2 separate regions of the Mus musculus genome follow, and region 1 is linked to region 2. The links are chromatin contacts, called in public promoter capture Hi-C maps. All regions are on one chromosome and are shown on one strand. Each heading gives the region's core, a stretch centred on a gene start, on an enhancer-like site or on the middle of the called end of the contact. The rest is flanking DNA. Distances are from core to core; before and after follow the strand shown.

What was found. Promoter capture Hi-C pulls out the DNA fragments that hold promoters and counts their contacts.
Region 1: a contact with region 2 is called in a promoter capture Hi-C map of pre-B cells. The contact joins the promoter of Noct here to the promoter of D3Ertd751e in region 2. A contact is called at or near these places in 1 of 39 promoter capture datasets (pre-B cells) and 1 of 484 Hi-C or Micro-C datasets (CD4 T cells).

What each region holds. Positions count from the first base shown.
Region 1 is chr3:51,222,627-51,227,967 of GRCm38.p6, reverse strand. Noct (nocturnin) reads right to left here and starts at 3,521. Exons shown (of 3, transcript NM_009834.2): 1 at 2,681-3,521. The coding sequence starts at 2,864.
Region 2 is chr3:41,740,365-41,745,996 of GRCm38.p6, reverse strand. D3Ertd751e (DNA segment, Chr 3, ERATO Doi 751, expressed) reads right to left here and starts at 3,379. Exons shown (of 6, transcript NM_001099785.1): 1 at 3,308-3,379. Sclt1 (sodium channel and clathrin linker 1) reads left to right here and starts at 3,483. Exons shown (of 21, transcript NM_001081411.1): 1 at 3,483-4,002. The coding sequence starts at 3,969.

The DNA.
Region 1 (5,341 bases), core at 2,272-4,771, 9.5 Mb before region 2:
AAATAAAAGGGATTTGAGGACTTGTTATTTCTTTTTTATAATGTGGAACCTGGGTATTCGATTTGATTTACCAAACTCAATAATCTTGTTCTTGAGCAGAAATGAAATGTTTCCAAGATACTTTGAAGAATGCCGCCCCTTCTGCAAAAGGCTTCTTCTCCACCCTCATTTAACGCCTTAGATGTCCTTCTTCTTACCTTTCCTTTCCGCGTTGTTTCCTTGAATGGTTCACCTTCAACCCTAACCAGTTTCTCTTTTTCTTTAAGTCAGGGTTTCCTGGAACTCGGTAAACCAGGCTGGCCTCGAACGCATAGACCCGCCTGCCGAGTGCTGGGTTAAAGGTTTGTGTCAGCACCTCAAGCTGCATCTTCTCCTTTCAAGTCTAGTCCTGAATGCTGCGACCGCCTGAGTGAACCCCGGAAGTATCAAGAGTTAGCACTACAGGTCACCTCCACCTTGTCACAGCAAAAATGTCACTATGAGACTAAAAGGTGTTTCATTTAATGACACAGGCCTTTGTGAGAGCTCCCCCCCCCTTAAAAAACACAGGACTGGAACCATAACCTGTACCCCAGGCTGGCCTCGAATTCAAGATCTGCTCCTGGTCAGGCTACACTTTGAATCCCAGCACTTGGGTGCAGGGTTCCAGGACAGCAAGGGTTACATTGAGACTCTCAAAACAAAAAAAAAAAAGAAATGTTCCAGCCTGAATCACCACATCTGCTTAAATCTCACCTCTTAAAACAAAACAAAACAAAACAAAACAAACGAACAACCAAATCTAAAAATCCCGAGAGTTTGTTGTATGTGTGTAGGCACACGTGGATGCCTGGCAACACCTTGAAGGACTTAATTTCTCTCCTTCCATCATGTGGACTGAACTTAGGTCTTCTGCATCTTCACCATTTGCACCATCTCCTTAGCCCCAAATCTCACTTCCTAATGGGAAGTAAGCTCTTTGAATAACCTAAAGCTTAGACTCATCAATTTAATATATTACAGACTCTTCTACAGTGAGTGACACGGCATAAGAATGAGCAACGAATCAATGACTGTATCTTTCCCCCAAAGCTGCAAGAAACAGGAAACCTGCCTACACCCTGTGCTGTCTAAGATAGTTTAAGTACCACAAAAAAGCCTGCAATTTCTTTCTTTGCTGCTAGGGCCTATTGTAAAACCCACAGTCTACCACTTCCCTACCCTACCTCCTTCCATCTATAGGTTTTTACCCATAAATCCAAGGGGTTTCAATTAACTTTTAAAGAAATGCATTAGACATCGGTCAGAAGCCTCACACTGCCAACTCTTTGACTCCATTACCACAGCTGTCCTTGCTCTGAACTACATAACCCACCTGTGCACACAGATGTGCCTAATGACAAATCCGGCTTCTGAAGGAGTTGGAGGGGGCTGGTACCAGCCAACCTTTCCACCACCAAACCTAACAATGTTCCTCCTTGAGACGAGCAACAGGAAAATGGTGTTACTGGGATGCTATCCATCCCAACAGTTATTCCACAACCCACCAAGGTTCTATAGACCCTGAGGTGGGGGCACGACCCTGGACTTTCAAAAGTCTTGCCTTCCTTCCTACCTTTTTGAGACAGCTGTCTCTGTATAGCCCTGGCTGTCCTGGAACTCACTCTGTAGACCAGGCTGGCCTCGAACTCAGAAATCTGCCTGCCTCTGCCTCCCAAGTGCTGGGATTAAAGACGTGGGCCACCACTGCCCTGCGATAACTCGTTAAAGAAAGCCTCATGAAACTTGGCGCCACGTGCTAGCCTTTAATCCCAGCATCCGGTAGGCTGAGGCGGGTGGATCTCTATAAATTCGAACCCAGCCTGGTCTACATAGACAAGGTCTAGGACAGCCATGGCCATGTCTTGGGGGGAAAAAAAGGCAACAAAAGACAACCACAGGGAACCTATACGTTCTAATGTACACTCTGTCCTTAAATTCAACCAATACTCTCTCAAAATGTACTCTAGTAAAATAAGGATGGTTACTGCATCCGAATGTTAGACGGCAATAACCTAATTTGAGGTAACAACCAAATTACACTTTCTAGAAAAGTACTATGGAATAATTGCTGGTTCTGAAGGAGCGCCTACATTAAGTAATTGCTAGATTTGAGGGAGAAACTACTCATTTAAAAGCCATACTTGATTTATATGTAGTTTGTGACCGTCGCAATCTGCTTTTAGGCAGAAAGGAGACACTTAAAAAACACAAGATGATGTACAGAACTGACTTCATGAAAGGTTGATTTACCAGGGATTTAAGACGAAGTGGAAGACTCCCCCCCTTCCAAAACATAAATAAATTAATGAGCGTAACGAGTTAACATGTGCTATTACTACCAGGGCTTTGAGAAGATTCAGAGCCTGTAGGCCCTGCAAACCCAAGATCATGCCATTTTTAGATATTTTTTCCCCTTCATGAGGATGTCCACAAGCCGTCTGCAACCAAAGCGTTACCGCCCTGCATCGGGGGGTGGGGGTGAGGGGTAAAGCAAAACGTTAGCGACTGGGGTCACTGTGGCCACCGGGGATTCAGGGGGATCAGACACGAACGCGGAAAGCGAGGCCCCCTGAGCGGCGTTCCCTCCCTCCCGACGCGACGCCGGGGTGAACGCAGGGGACCAGCCCGCGGCGCCCATTCATTCCGCGCTCCCGCTCACCTGTTCGGGGACGCGACCTCGCGGCGCCCGAGGCCGCCGCCGCCTGCAGTTGCGGGGACTTGGGCCGAGATCCGAGCACCGGCGGGGCGAGCGTTCGGCGCGGGCCGGGCACGAGTGTGCGGCGCAGGCCGGGGGCGTCCCTGAGCAGCAGGGCCGAGCAGAGCCGCCGCGGGCTCTGATACATGCCGGGCGCCGCCGCGCTGACGAGCCGGGCCGAGCTGGGCGGGCGACGGTGGGGTGGGGGTGGCGCGGGACCGCTGCGCTGCGGGGTGTTCCTTCCTCCTCGTCCCTCGGCGCCGACCGGGCGAGCTGTGCCGGGAGGCAGACGCGGCGGCGGCAGCAGCGGCGGCTCACTGAGGCGAGGGAGCTAGCGCCGGGGAGCAACCGGCGAGCGGCGGCGGAGCGGGCGCTACCACGCGGTGGCTGCAGAGGGGGGGATCCGCGCGCACGACCAGGGCGCAGTCAGACCCGGACAGCTCCGGCCGAGAATGGACCGTCTGGATCAGTGACAGCGACTGTAGATCTCCCACGGGGCGGAGGCTGGGGGCTGGCTGACACCGCGGGGATTCGTTAGAGAGGCGTTCCGGGAGCCTCTGTCCCCTCCCGCCGGCTGCAATGGGAGCGTCCACAGGCTGGGAATCCCGGGTTGGTGCCAGCGCTGAGTGTGTGCGAGCGCGTGTCTGGGAGAACGTCCTCCCCGAGCTGTGGGCTCCACGCTCCGCGGTGCTGAAGGAGATTAGGCACCAGGACGCGCTGGCTACTTGTGTGGCGGCTGCGACAAGCATCCGCCCCTCAGGCACGAGAGGCGGAAACGGACTGCAGGGCGTTGAGCGTCAGTCCTGCCAGAAGGTCTGGTGGAATTGGCCTTGGAGCTAGCTGGGCCCTGATTGGAGGGCTGGAAGTCACACCTGGGAGACAGCACTGTAGTTATGGAAAATGAAGGCTAAGGGAATTGGGGAGGGGGGGGGGAAACAAAACAAAACAACCCCCCCCAACCCAAAACAACTGCTTGGGATGGGCCAGACGTAATTTGGACTGTTACCGAATTTAAAGCATTATCCATCCAATAAACCACTGAAAAAGCCAAATTGAAAGTGGAAAGCAGGTGCGGCGGTGAGGGCGACCGCCTTTAATCTCAGCACTGGGGCAGGGGCCCGGATCTTCAACATGGTCTGGAGAGATCCGGCCGGCCAGAGCTACACAGTGAAGCTCTGTCTCAAAATAAAAACAAAGAAACAGAAAAACACCAAACAAACAAAACCCTCAAAACAACAACAAGAATACAAACGAACAAAACTGAAAAAAGGAGATGTACTTAATATGCCCACATGGGGTAGAAGGACGAAGAGTTAACCTCTCTCTGGGATCCCAAAATGAGATTAAAGTTCAAATAGAAGGCCAGGGGTATGCACATCTCAGCAGTCCGGGTCAAAGCGATCTGACTAGATAGAACTGTGTGAATTCCCGCTTCCTGAAAGAATTCCCCCTCAAGCAAAGGCCTTTTCCTTTTCCCAGCAGGAGTTTCCTGAAGGAAATTCCCATTTCTTGGGGGGTCCATTGTTTCAATAGTCTGAGAGTCAGATGCACACACCCACATTCTCTTGAGAAAACCCTTATTTTTGTCAGCTCTGTTGCAGGGATGCTAGGATATGGTCAGAGCTGTGTTTTAATCGGATGCCATATGTTCCAGGAAAATGCTGGAGATGTTGCTCAGTGGTGGAGCACTTACACAGCACTTGAGAGGCCCAAGACTCACATTCTCACCTAAGGGGGTATGGAGAGGGAAGGGGTGGGGGGAGGCGGAGAGGGAAGCAGGAGAGAATGAGTTGAAGAAATACCTCAGGTAGGTTGTGTAAGGAGTGACTAACCCTAACCGGGAATGGAAAAGAAACTTTGAATGAGTATCGTCACCAAGGATTCAAAATGCTTTCCAGACCTGGCCTAAAACATCTAACACCCACAGGATACGGATGAATCAGCTGACAAGCCGATGACAGCATCGGGGCCAGGAACTCCTTAGCTGGTCATTATTAGCGTCTGAGGCTCAGTTTTCTTATCTGTACAGCAATCAATCGCCCATGAGTCATTAGGCAAGGCAAAGGGTCATAAGAAGGTAGCAAGTGCTTTGCAGATAGAACAAAATACAGCAGTTGGTTTACAGTTTAGGTAATGGATCTATGGATGCTGACTCCCTCCCTCCCCCAACCCCCACCACACACCACATTTTCTCCCCCCCCTTCCCTTTCTTACTCCTGTAAGCAGTTTGTCAGTAGCCAAGAAAGCACAGCAGAGGGAGCAGAGAGGGTCAACCAGAACTTGTAATGAATGAGACAGCCTTAAGGAAATTAGATACTCCATGAGCGAATTAATTAACAAGTTTAAAAGTAGTTTGAGGGCTGGAGAGATGGCTCAGTGGTTAAGAGCACCGACTGCTCTTCCGAAGGTCCTGAGTTCAAATCCCAGCAACCACATGGTGGCTCACAACCATCCGTAATGAGATCTGATGCCCTTTACTGGTGTGTCTGAAGACAGCTACAGTGTACTTAGATATAATAATAAATAAATCTTTAAAAAAAGTAGCTTGAGTGGAAGTTTCCTGGGTAGATAAAGCTGTTCCCCACCCAAGCCATAGGCTATTAGAGCGCCCAGTGCCAGCTATGG
Region 2 (5,632 bases), core at 2,130-4,629:
CTATATCATGTTCATGTTCCCCCTGCAATGTTCCCCTCCTTCTATTTTCACATATTGTCTCTATTGTTCTCTTTTTCTTTAATAAGACACATTCATGCATAAATATGCATAAATACATAAATATAATATGCTGGGTCCATGTAGTGTTGCATTATGTATAATGTATATAGGTAAATACATGAGCAGACTTTAATGTATACATGTTCATATGGAAATAGCTTCAAGTATGGGTATAATATTTAGAAAGGAGTCTAAGGGCAAGTAATACTAAGTGACGAGGAAAGGCAGTGGCAGACAAAAGGACACAAGTCATGAAGAGGATGTAAGCTAATTGCTTTTCTAGCCTCAACTTTGTCACAGCTTTTTTGGGGGAGCGGGGTTGTTTGTTTGTTGATGGTGGAGAAGTACATAAAAACGTAGTTGGTAGTGAGAGGGTAAAGCCCTGAATGAGGCCACCCTGGGTGTTCTGAAGGTACTGCACAGCAATGCAAAGCCTTTGGGAGTGTGGGACTATTTGTTTGACAGGCTGCCTTAACTCGGTTATGTATTTTATTTGTGAGCTCATTACAATAAAAATTACAAATGAATAAGGTGAAAATATTTCAAAGTCCAACCGCTTAATGTTAGACCTCATAAACCTTCATCACTCTGATGAACCATCAGTCAGAATTAATACTTCCAAGTTGATCACTAGCCTACTACAGTTTTACTAGCAGCTTTCTTAAAACAAGGTTGTTAAGCTGTAGTTTTCACTTTTAGCTTATCTTCTTCGACTTATACTTTAAAAAGAGTTAAAACTTCAATTGTTTTAATTTCTACGTAAGGAAATCAAAAGAGAGACACGTTTGCTTGGGAGACAAAAAAAAAAAGTTTAAAAGAAATGTTAAGGAATATTTGTTTCAATAAAATGATTTTTAAGGAAAATTTCCAAGTTCCTTCATTTACAAAAAAAAACAAAAACAAAAAACAAAATCTTTAATTTTTTATTACAGTCCATACTGCTTTTTAGTTCGCATCTGACACTGCAGCACACATTTCTAAAAGAAAAGGAGGGAGAAGAAAGTAAAGTCAGGGAACCTGCCAGCTGGAGGCAATGGGACTATCAAATGGTTTCAGTCCAAGTAAAGACAGACTTTGAAGAGATGCTCAAAGGACATACCAATAGGAACCGATAGGACACAGACCTGGAAGCTCTTCTAAGTTTGGTGCTAGCTGTGGTCTCTGGCCCAGGTCTGAGCAGTGAGCTCCCTCTTAGGCTCTGCCCAGTTGCTCCTGCGTTCTAGAGGGAGGAACTAGGAATTCTGAAACAGACAAACCTGATTTTTCAGTGAAAATGTTGAGAGGACACACAAAGGAACATCTGAAGGTTTTTAATCACACCATTTGAATTCTGGGTGCTTATGTCTTTTTAATTGTTTTAAGGGGGAAGGCTAACTCAGCAACACATTACAACACATTATAAAACCATTTGAAAAATGAACAGTAAATCACTGGAGATTATAATAAAACATGTAAAGTAGCCATTCATTTATTGCAATTAGAAGCTAGCTATAAACATTAAAACATTCAGCATAATTTATATCACATGGTGGTCAACGGTTGTGATACTGAAGCCATATTTTCTGGGCTCAAATTCTTGCTGTGATGAGCTAGCTTTCCAATTCGCTTACTTAGATTCCTATTTCATATGTTCTGAAGGTTTGCTAGACAGAAGCCTAGCATGTTTAATGTCAATACTAGATGTTTAGTGTCAATTTATTAAAATTACCAGTGAAACCTGCCATTAGTTTTCAATGCATGAAACTTCAACTGGCTTGTGCTTATTTTGACCATGATCATATAAAAACAAGCACTTCAAGTGCAAATATCAAAGTTCTATTTCACTACTCAGTTTAGACAAAACCATTGATAATTTTAATACAGAAGTCACACTTGGCTTTCTTCACCCTAATATATTCCTACCAAATGTAGGAAAATCTTTTTGAGTCAATAAAAAATGTTCCTCAGAAAGTACCCTATAGTGAACCTAAAAAAGAAATGGAGCTTGCACAATCAGTGTGTTTTTTTTTTTTTTGTTACGTTTATGGCCACTAAAAACCAGACCGGGTTGAATTTTCACTGATTCAAAGCTAAACTAACCCTTTGCATGGCTAGTGCCAACACATACATATTTAGCAGCGACTCTTTTTAGAGGAATGAGGGTAACACTGTTGATACTGTTTTATGAGTACAAGATTACTAAACGTCTTCAACGGTTAAACAAAAAGCCAAACTTCATCCAGGGCATACATGCCTTTTGTTTTGTTTTTGTGTGTGTCCACGTGGGGGAGTACGTCTATAGCTGTGTATGGACTGAGCTTGAGGCAGAGTATCAGTGGGATGTCATTCTCAAAGGCTGTTCACCTTTTTTAACCTACCTTTATTTTCACCAGATATTATCAAACAGGAAAAAAAAATCTTATTAACATGCCTGATTTTACTTTTTGCGACAATGACTTACTGACTCTGGAGTCACTTTCAAATTTGTCTAGGCTGCTGGATAGAGAGCACCCTTTTCCCTCATCCTGTCTGCTCCTCTCAAGCACTACTATTAAAGGCCATTTAATCTTTAAATTAAAGGGGATTTGCTTGGCTTTTTATGTGGGTGCTGGGGAATTCCAGGCAAGCACTTCATAACCAAGCTATCTCAGGCCCTGAGCATATTTAAAGAAACTGTATTTCAATGCATAAAAATATAATCAATTAAAAGCCTCAAAAGCCAATGATAAACTTCAAGTGAGCATTTTTTTATCGCTAATGTCTTTTGCCCCCAATATTTTGTGTATGTTTTATGTTTCAAGCTTTACAGCTCAAATACTCATAATATCACTTCGTAAAACTGTGAACGGTAGTTTATGCCCCAGTACAAATTTCATTTTATTTTTGCAGAATTTTATCTTTCCTTAAATCCGAAGAAACATCTCTGAAATACCTGCTAGATTTGCAGGCTATCCTGGATCCTGACCAGGTGCCTTCTTGAAGCCACAGGGTTAAATATTGGACAATAGTTCTCTTTTCTAGGCACAAGAACCAGTTTCAGACCTAGGAGCGACAGCTCTAAACTGGGGGGCGGGGTGAGGGGACCTTGAGTCACCTCAGCCCGAGGACTCACAGACCTCTCTGCACAGACTCCCACAGACGCTTAGTGTCTGCAAAACCAAGACTCGGGGGTGGGCAATGAAAATCCCTACCTAGTTAGTGCCTGCTCCTATCACAGTTTCCATACAAAAAAAAAAAAATTAATTAAATTAAAAATGCGCCACACTACCTCAGACAGACACTCGCTGCGCCACTGCGGAAGGCGCCAAGCAACCCACTCAGCCCCCAACGCGGCCTCAGGGACCCGCCCACCGCCTGACAGATAGCCAATCACCTGCCTGCGCCTGAGACGGCGCAATGACGCCTACCGACGCACGCGTGATGACGGACGCGGCGTCACCGTCTCCAAGGAACGGTCTGGGGCACCGCTTTCAAAGTCGCAGGGCGGGCCGAGTGGACTCCGCGGCCGCTCCTGCTTTCCCGCGGCCCTGGCGTCGCCCCTCAGCCGGCGGGGACGCTGCCGCCCAGCCAGGCGCGTCGCAGGGTCATCCTCCCGCGCGGTCTGACGGGAACTCGGCGCCCTCCGGCCGCGCGCGGCTCCGCGGCCCTTCTCGTCCGGCCGGGTCCGGCCGAGCGCGGAACGGAGTCTGAGGCGCGTCGCCTGGGTTCCGCGGAGCGGCGGGCCGGGCTGCGCCGCCGCGTGAGTGGGATGCTGATGTCTCCGCGCCAGGGCTCGGCTGCCCCTGCGACCCCTTAGCTTTTTGTTTGCCCTCACAGCGGGAGGCTGCTTTTTTGTTGTTGTTCGATTGCTTGCTTGTTTGAGAAATACCTTCTTTCCCCCCTGCGAGGAATCGATAAACGTGATGAAAACTCCAAACTAAAATATCGAAATGGCCACAGAAATCGACTTACTGAGAGACCAAAGTAAGCGCGCTCTGTTCCCTGATGGAAAATTCATCTGTAAGGTGCAGTGTCGCTATCGTTGACCTACTAATGTGTTGTGAATGCTGGTCGGGTCCCAGCGTGAAAAATGTTAAAAACTTAAAAAGAAGTGCTCTGCACAAAATGCTTGGTGATGTACATGAGGCTATGTATGTACTTAACGAAGCTGAGACGCTAGTAAATACTTGTAGAATATTCCTTGAGCGTGCACTGGAGTCGGCCAGGCACGAAATAGATTTGTAATGCAATGCGTCTGTTGTGCTCGAAGAAACTGGAGGGCTGATGGCCAGGAAGAGTTTCCAAGCCTGCAGGTTAGGACCTCCAGGCATTGCTCAGGTCGTTAGTTTAAAAGATGTTGACCTATGTTTCATTACGTGCCAGGTGCTATACATGTAGCTGATGTAAGGAGATTCTTGTTCTCCAAGCATGTAGCTGGCAGAAGGAGATACATAAATACCAAAAATACACTGAAGCAGCAGCAACTGCCGACTCGTTTGCATCAGATTCCAAGTAGTTGATGGAATTATTGAGCAAACATTGAAATAGCATCTACTAACATGGAGCTAAACAAATATTGACTATTATGCGGTTATTAAACTACTTCCAGAGGAGATGCCATTTGGACAGAATCTTGACATACCACTATGTGTTTACTGATAAGAAAGGTTTAGGTGTCCAAATTATTGGCAACATTGAGGAATTGGTAGTAATGCTTTGTTTAAAAACAAGACAGTTGCCTTGAACACTACATAGAGGTTTATAGAGGAGTACAGTTCGTTAGCTGCAGTTGTAATCATAGGTAAGAAGGATACCTATAGGACCTAAGGAAGATGTAGAGATTGAAGGCTGAGAGATTTGAAAGAGAAAGAGAGAAACTCAGGTATTTTCTTGAGCTACAGAGAAGGTTGGGGAAACATGCTGAACTCTACATTGAGACCAGAAGTAAGGACATACTCTTTAGATTTGTTTCTGTACATATATTGCCTAGCTCTCACATTTTACAAGTTTGATCTTGGTCAAAATTCTTAGCTTCTCTGTGCCTATGGTTAATACATGTTAAATGCTCTGCTCCCCCACCCCCATACACACTATTTATAGTGTTGTGGGATATATGCATACATATGTATACGTTCCATGTGTGTGTGTGTTGACATTACAATAGCATTATTTCTTAAGCAAATGAGTAGGAAAAACCTCCCTCACTCTATAAAGATGGATAGATCACAATCTGAGTGATCATCGTAAATGAGTTTTGCTTGGTGGAGAGACACCTGAATTTTAGAAGATGAGTTTTAGAAGAATAAAGCAACTGTAATTCTTAAATAAAAATTGAGTCCCAAATCTGAGCAAGCCCAAGTAAGAGAATTTATTTTAATTGAAAACTGAATTGTAAGTCAGTAAAACACAAGGGAGAATGGAAGAAGAGATTCCCACATAGAAGCATCAGAGCTCAAGGGCTTGAAAGGTCAGGAAATGGAAGCATGGAATTTTAAGGTTTGTATGAAGAGCTAAGAATGAGTGTTAGGAATCTGTGAGCTTTTTCTGTTACTAGAACTTGTATGCTAGTTAAAGATGGGGGTTGTCCCACTAGCCATACCACCTACCACTGTTG